Regions from separate parts of the Mus musculus genome. Here region 1 is linked to region 2. A link is a contact called in public HiChIP or PLAC-seq data. All regions are on one chromosome and are shown on one strand. Each heading gives the region's core, a stretch centred on a gene start, on an enhancer-like site or on the middle of the called end of the contact. The rest is flanking DNA. Distances are from core to core; before and after follow the strand shown. Region 1 overlaps Cap2 (CAP, adenylate cyclase-associated protein, 2 (yeast)). Region 2 holds the start of Rbm24 (RNA binding motif protein 24).

The links. HiChIP or PLAC-seq counts read pairs in DNA pulled down with a chosen protein or histone mark.
Region 1: an H3K4me3 HiChIP or PLAC-seq map of neural progenitor cells shows a contact between it and region 2, with 4 times the contacts expected there. The contact joins the enhancer-like site here to the promoter of Rbm24 in region 2. A contact is called at or near these places in 5 of 39 promoter capture datasets (the HPC-7 cell line, embryonic stem cells, hippocampal neurons and 2 more), 1 of 484 Hi-C or Micro-C datasets (psoas muscle), 7 of 115 datasets of contacts at active chromatin or transcription factors (embryonic basal ganglia, embryonic forebrain, embryonic hindbrain and 4 more) and 4 of 9 other capture datasets (adipose tissue, embryonic stem cells, liver and 1 more).

What each region holds. Positions count from the first base shown.
Region 1 is chr13:46,596,536-46,600,536 of GRCm38.p6, forward strand. The region is part of intron 4 of Cap2 (CAP, adenylate cyclase-associated protein, 2 (yeast)); the gene reads left to right. Among named protein-coding and RNA genes, the nearest start is that of Fam8a1, 71 kb to the right of the region's middle. Within about 2 kb of position 1,981, at least 4 of the 459 cell types and tissues checked have an H3K27ac peak or open chromatin away from gene starts, as enhancers often do. A contact at or near this core is called in hippocampal neurons and neural progenitor cells, where this site is marked.
Region 2 is chr13:46,415,877-46,419,933 of GRCm38.p6, forward strand. It overlaps Rbm24 (RNA binding motif protein 24), which reads left to right and starts at 2,424. Exons shown (of 4, transcript NM_001081425.1): 1 at 2,424-3,322. The coding sequence starts at 3,155.

The sequences.
Region 1 (4,001 bases), core at 731-3,230, 180 kb after region 2:
ATCAAAGTATACCATATATATGATGTCATAACGAGACCTATCATGCATAATCAGAACATGCTAATAAAAACTTTAAAAGGCAGAATGTAGAGATGACTGTCTTAGGGTTTCTATTCCTGCACAAACATCATGACCAAGAAGCAAGTTGGAGAGGAAAGGGTTTATTCAGCTTACACTTTCCACACTGCTGTTCATCATCAAAGGAAGTCAGGATTGGAACTCAAGCAGGTCAGGAAGCAGGAGCTGATGCAGAGGCCATGGAGGGATGTTACTTATTGCTTCCCCTAGCTTGCTCGGCTTGCTCTCTTATAGAACCCAAGACTACCATTCCAGAGATGGCACCACCCACAATGGGCCTTCCCCCCTTGATCACTAAACTGAGAAAATGCCTTACAGCTGGATCTCATGGAGGCATTTCCTCAAGAGAGGCTCCTTTCTCTGTGATAACGCCGACTTGTGTCAAGTTGACACAAAGAACCAGCCAGTACAGATGACCCAATTTATCAAGTGCCTATTGTATAAGCATGAGCACCTGGGCTTTCCCTAACCCCAGCACCAGTATCTAAGGCTAGGAGTGATGGCCCATGCCTGTAACCCCATCACTGGGGAGGTGGAGGAAGGCAGCTTTCAGGAGCCCACTCGCCAGCCAGTCTAATTGAATCTATGAACTCCAGGCTCAGTGATGGGCTCTGTATCAAAATACAAGGTGGAGCTCAATGTAGGATGATGAACAACAAACCCTGGCCTCTATGTGTACATGAGCACATGTATACACACACACAAACATGTACATTCATATACAACACACAGAGAGAAAGAGAGACAGAGACAGAGGGAGATCTTAAACACACACACACACACACAAGATTTAGAGTCATGTGACCTATGGAATAAGGTAATGATAAATTAAGAAAAACACAGGATTTTAGTTAGCCAGATCTCCTTGGATTTTTCCAAGGAGACCTGTCTTTATTTTTTTTTCTTTTGCTGTAATAAAATATCCTGAAAAAAAAAACTTTTCTTTTGCTGTGATAAAAAAAAAAAAATGCCCTGGCAAAAACAACTTAAGAGATGGAGAGTTTATTCTGGCTCACAGTTGGAGGTTACAGTCCATCACAGCAAGGAAGCCACAGCAGCGGGGTTTGAAGCCCCTGGTCATATTCCACCCACAGTTATGTAGCAGAGAGCAATAAGTGGATACACTGCTCAACTCACTTTCTCCTTTTCACACAGTCAGAGATCCTATCCTAGGGAATGGTACTGCCCACTGTGGGCAGGTCTTTGTACCCCAACTAACCTAATAAAGATAATCCCCACAGAGATGCCCAGAGGCATGTCTCCCAAGTGATTCTAGATCTCATCAAGTAGATAACTACAATTAATCATCACAGCTTCCCAGCCTCGGACTGCTACAGCCATTGGTTCTCAGTTTGCTCTATAGGTACAGAGAATGCTGTTGCTTCATAATGGTACTGCCATTGATGGGATGGTTGGAATTGGCACAGGAAGGTTTTCCCAAATAATAGCAGCAGAGATGGGAGTAGGGGACAGACTCATAACACAAGGAAAAAGGCTCTGCCTATACTCCCACATGAAGAGAGATCTTGAAAACAGTCGCCAAAGAATGAGATAGATATCATTCAAAGCAAATACTCAAATGTGATACAACCACTTCAATTACCATAATTTCATATAAAACTATAAACATATGCCAGATGGGAAATATGCAGACATTTGGAATTGATGGTGTTTTTCCTTTTAAATAAATTCTGATTAGTGTTCTTAAGTCAAAAATCACTGAAACTATTTTGCTTGTGTGTGTGGTTAAAAACATAACAATTCAAAGAAAATAACCCTGCGTCCACTCTGTGTGTAGGGGAGGGTGTTAGAGAGTGGGGAGGCTTCTTTAACCCCATTCAGTTCCCTAAAGGCGTCTCCATGGTAATGACAGAAAATTCCCAGAGAGGAGGCGGATGAGCAAAAACAGGGTGAGCAACCGACAGATCTCTGTGGCTCCTGTAGCCATCCACAGGCTCCTGTAGCTCTGTTCCATAGAAACCCTGGAGGGAAGCAGGGGGATGAAGTAAATTCCATGGGCAAAGACACAAGTGGAGCAGAGTGATAAGCTTTAGCAGCCCTACATGAGATGGACTGAGAGTCAAGAGACAGACATCATACCCAGCGACCCTCCTTCCGGCTCCATGGACCAGGATGCCCAGCCTTATAGTTATATATAAACACAGTCAGTGTTTATAAGGCTGGTGTGTTCTACCCTCGAGAAAAACAATGGAGCCGTGTGATGACCTGCTAACCCTCACAGTGAAAGTGGATTTGTGATGAAGGATGATTGACACTAGAGATTGATGGCTAGATTGATGGTTAATCTGGCCCTTGGGGTGTTCTGAGACTCCTAAACTAAGACATTGCTGAAATGCCTTGCACTGCTTGGGTTATCACAGCTTGCTGTGATCTCAGCTTCACTCTGAATGAGTCTCTAAGGAGAGATCTGCCCATATTTTCATCACAGTCACTTAATCAGAGGGAGAGAAAAGCAGCTTCTTGCAGATGCAGGTGATCTTGCAGATGGGACCCTGAGATGTAGCATTAGAAAGTCAAGGCAACTGGTGGGCAAGCCATCACTTGATGTATGGCATTCAGCCAGAACTCATCAGATGTTGGCAAAAAAAAAAACTAGACTCCTGTCCAAAGTCTTATATGTCTCCTCATTGGAAGAACTCATTTGCGGTTGCTGTAGGCTTCCTTTGGTTTTATAAAACTGATTGAACTGAAATTGCTTTAGCACTTTTCTCCACTTGGCAAAGTCCTGTGGAAAGCCCTGGTGCCTCTCAGCTCCAGTGTGCGCAACCTCATAAAGTAAAAGTATAGGTGATTATAAAATCCATCCCTGTCGGCAGCCAGATGGTATGTCCCGGAGAGCATAGCAATTGATGCTCTCTCAGCTCGACCAATCCAATAAATCGAAAAAACAGGGAGATGGAGGGTGAGCATCTTCTTGGCCTCCCGTCTCTTTTGGGTTCATGATGCATAACCAGGTTAAGTTTGCGTTGTTTTTTTTTTTTTAAGCTCATCCCCTCCTGTGTTCTCACAACACTGAATCCAAATAGCCTCATTTGTCATTGCTAAGTGCGAGCTCCCTGCTTTCTTCTTGGAACCCAAATAATCTACTCACCCCGTGTCTCTGCCATGAACCCAGCCTTTGCCAGGAACCCATTTTGTCAAGTCCCAGTGTGGGAAGGAGTCACCAGATTTCATGTGCGTCTTATGCTCTTGTTAGCCAGCACCCTGGGGTGGGGATGGAAAAGACCTGCTCCCCTTGACTCTAGTCACCTTTATGTACACACTGCTCTCACAGTGCCTACCAGAACAGTCCAAGATCTGAGAGCCCTAGGATTCTGCTCTGATATGAACTATACAGATTCTGACGGAAATATAAGCAACCACATCTCAGAAAGTATTTGTCTTAATCTGAAGAAGCAGTTAGTGTAAAGGCTCTGTGTTGGTTGTTTTGTTTATTTGTTTGTTTGTTTGGTTGGTTGGTTTTTGGTTTGGGGGGGCTTGGGGGAGGTATTGATTGACCTCTGACCCTCAGTGTCGTTTCAAGACTCAGGAGATAGAGTGGGGACTCAAACCACTGTAGGTGACTGTGTTTAATGTTTATGTAGCCATTGAGCTCGCCTGTTTCTATCAGATAGCTACCTATCTGAAAATTTTCTGGCATTGAGCACTTAGAAAAAAATATGGCCCTCCTGTCATGTCAGTAGAACTGTGCTTTCTGGTCGTTTGCTTCAATTTGTTTGGTTCTGTTGGTTATTTTGGTTTTTTGTTTGTTTCATTTTTTGTTTTTGTAGTTGTTGTTTTGTTTGTTTCATTTCATTTTTGGTTTTTGTAGTTGTTTGTTTGTTTGTTTGTTTCATTTTTGGTTTTTGTAGTTGTTGTTTTGTTTGTTTGTTTCATTTCATTTTTGGTTTTTGTAGTTGTTT
Region 2 (4,057 bases), core at 1,174-3,673:
CAAGTCTTCTCCCCCCCTTCACTGTCCCCCCACGTGTGTATGTGTGTGTGTGTGTGTGTGTGTGTGTGTGTGTGTGTGTGTGTACAGAGACCAGAAGCTGGCCAAGATGTGCCAGCACAGTTAGCATTCGTGGCGATACAGGGATTTGAACTCAGGTCCTAGCACTTGCACACCAAGCATTTTTCCCACTAAGCTGCTTCCTCAGTCCTCGAAGTAAAGAGTGTATTTCTTCCCGAAGGCTGAGCTCTAGGATAGTCTATCCCGTTGTGGGGGTAAAACCTTCCTCTTAGCTCTCTCCACTTTGCCTAGAGACCACCATCCAAATGCCTGGCTGCACTCCCAGATACTCTCTTTGCCTGCAGGCTGGGTTGGCTTCTTACCCATGTAGGAAGACAAGTCATCCAATGGCACACAGTGTCTGGGACTTCTTAGTAGACAAAAAGCCTCCCCTCTCAGAGGCTTTTGCCCGCCTGCGCTTCAGTGAAGTACTATAATTGTGAAATGACACCGTAAGATGAATATTAAATACTCGAAAGCATACGTCTTCTGTGTCAGGGTCTGCTTTCTTACTTTTAAAAATTATCTTTTGTCCTTCGAGCACAGAGTCCCTTCTGAACTAGTACTTCACTTAAACAGCGACAAAGATTTATATTTTCACACTGGGGCCGGCGTCTACAACAGTGGTTCTCAACCTGTGGGTCGTGACCTTCCAAGACCATTGGAAAACACAGATAGTTTGTTACTATTCATAACAGTGGTAAAATTACAGTTAAGAAGTCGCAACAAAAATAGTTTAGTGGTTGGAGGATCACCACAACACGAGGAACTGTATTAAAGAGTCAACACTTCGTATAAAATACTTACATTATATAAACTGCTTAATTTTTCTCCCCAGGATTAACCACAGCGAGATTTCTTAGTTTTCCTTTTCTCTCACTGAGGATTCAAACTGACCCCGATAACCTCGGGCAGCCTCCTGTGGAAATCAGCAAGATGAATTGAAGATTTCCTACCAGAATATTTGCTAGTAATTCTCATTCACCTTTGCACACACCACATTCTTCATTGGCTGGGGTTGACAGCTAAGGTGCCCTGGAAAGTAACTGGGGTATGTCTGTGGGGCTCTATCGGTTAATACACTGACCTGTTTAAAAGGAAATAAAAGATGTAGCTCAGGGGCAACTAGTGTTGGGACTACACTGGCCTCTCGGAGCAAAACCCGCTTGTGCAGTGAGGGCAGAGAGTGAAATGTTCTGCTTACATTAAATACTTTCATCGGGGGCCTGGGGATGTAGCTCAGTCGGCAGAGTGCTTGCCTGGCAGGAAGGAAGCCCTGTGCTCCTTCCCAAAGCTTCCCATAAACCCAGAGAAGGGGCACATGCCCGCAGTCCCAGCATTCAGGACTCTGAGACAGAAGAATCAGAAGTTCAAATTCAAAGTAATCTTTATGATACACCGGAAGTTCAAGGACAGCCTGGGATACACAATACCCTGTCTCAAAATAAGGGGGAGGGGTATTTTAATCTAAACCTTAAATATGATGGGCTGATTTCAAAGCGTCATTAATTTAAAGCCCTATTGAGCATAAGAACTGCCAACGAGCTGGCTTAAATTAATAAACATATACTACGTTTAGTGTATTCTATCTATGCTTCCAGAATTGCTGGTAGAAATCCATCGTTATGTAACAGCCCCCACCCTTTTAAAAGAAATCATACTTTTTACAATTATATCCGGATAAATAAATGAGGTCAATTCACTAACCGTTCTGCAATTCAAATAGAAGGAAATAGATTCTTTGCTTAGTGGGGAAAAAAAAAGGCGGAGGTGGGAGCGACTTGTGTTGAGACAGACATTGTACCCATCTTCCTGAATAACTAAGTTAGGCAGGAAGCACAAATTTGATGATCGTGGGAGGTACAGTACTAATTCATGGTCCTCTGCAGTAGTCAGCAGGGCCAGATGAATACAGACACCCTTTGCTAGCTGTGAGCCATTAAAGCCAAAGTTTTTCTCAAGCATTCCCAAATGCTAGGGGCTATTATTATTATTCACCCCACCACATAACATCCCTGGGGCTCTTCCTCTTGGTTACCCACAGCACCAGCTTTTGGGGGCTAAGAAAACTTGAGAGTTCTTCTCACGGTTCAGACGCTAGAGACAGATCTCCTTGGTCCCAGGTGTTTGGGAGGGGACTGGCCTCTGTACAAACCACCCCAGGCCCCGGGGGACTCTCAAGTCAACTGGTCGTGCCAGCGAGGCCTAGCAAGAAGCTAGCGTGGTCTGCTTCGGAGCGTCAATCAGCTCACTCTGGGTCCCTGCGGGAATCGCCAGGGGTCTTTGCGACTTTGACCAGTAGGAGCAGGCAACAACAGAGCCAGGCCGCCTCCAGCCGTTTCCAACTCTGCCCCAGCAACAGCGCCAGAGCCCCAGCCAGGCGACCCAGCGCCCGCGCGCGGGGAGAGAAGCAGCTGTTCCCAACAGCTGGGGGGCGGCGGCGCCGGGCGCCCCAGGTGCTGTCCCGGCCAATCGCAGGCGTCCGGCCCGCCCCCTCCCCAGCCGGGCGTCGACCCCCAGGGCCGCTGGGGAAAAAGGAATAGAGGGTTGGAGAGCGGTCCTCCGTCCGCACTGGTGTGGCAGCTACTAAGCAGAAGGGACGGTTCCCAGACCGAGCCGGGCCCAGCACCGCGCCCCCAGCTGCCACCTCCGCGCCCCCGGGACACGGTAGCCTCTGAGCCAACCCCCATCCCACTAAGCCACTCGATTTTTTGAGAAAGAACCATCTACCTCTTCTGGACTTGGAGACCACCACCCTCTCTGCATTTAAGAAAAAAAATATTTTTATTTTATTTTTACTTTCACGCGGCGTGAGTGCAAAAGGCTCCCACAGTCCGCGGCTACGGAGCTGGTTACCCGGACGATCCGGAAGGTCTGGACAGTGACCGGACGCGGGGACTGGAGCAGAGCGCCTGGGCGAGTGTCGGGGACAGTGGGCCACTTGGGAAGCCGCGCGCCCAGCGCCCACGCCGCCCCCTCGCCCCCGCGCGCGCCCTCGGCCCCCGGCGGCCGCCGCGCGCTGCGGGAGACGCGGAGCCCGAGGACCAGGCGCAGCCGCAGCCGCAGCCGGAGCCCGAGCCGCGGGGCGGGCGCGAAGATGCACACCACCCAGAAGGACACGACGTACACCAAGATCTTCGTGGGAGGGCTGCCCTACCACACCACCGACGCCAGCCTGCGCAAGTACTTTGAGGTCTTCGGAGACATCGAGGAAGCGGTGGTCATCACAGACCGGCAGACCGGCAAGTCCCGGGGCTACGGATTTGTAAGTTACGTGGAAGAAGGACTCAGGGTGGGTGGGGAGCAACTAAGAGAGGTCCTGGCCAAAGCGATCAGGCCAGCAGGGAGCAAGTGGCCCCAGGCCCTGGGGAGGCAGAGATTAGGATAAGGGGCACAGTGGGACCTCGCGGGACGCCCGTTCACTCGGAGCTAAGCTGAAACTTTAAGTGCGATGGGGCTTGGAGAAACGAAGGGCCGTGGCTGCCTCGTGGGGTACAGAGAGGACCTGAGGCCATGCTCTTTCGGTGGCCCCGAGAGCCTGGGAAGGAGAGATGGGAGATGTGGAGAGTTGGGAGGGAGGAAGCAGAGCCCCTCACTGTGGATTCCCAGGTTGGAGGCTGGTTGTTAAGTGAGCTGGTGCTTTGTTTAAAAAAGAAAAAAAAAAAAAAACAGTGTGTGTGTGTGTGTGTGTGTGTGTGTGTGTGTGTGTGTGTGTTGTTTAGGCCCAGGGAGGGCTAGAGCTAACACACACACACACACACACACACACACACACACACACACACTCACACACACACACATACACACACACACACTTTACATCACTATCTTTTAAATTGCAAAGGTAGATTCTAAAAGGAAAAGAAAAAGCTGCACCTCTGGGTGTTTGCCTAACTGAAACAGCACATTAAGCTTCCTGGAGATTTAAAGGGGCGAATTCAGCAGCCCAAAGAGCTGAGAGCCCAGGAGCAGGGCAATCGCTATTGTCGCTGGGGAGTAA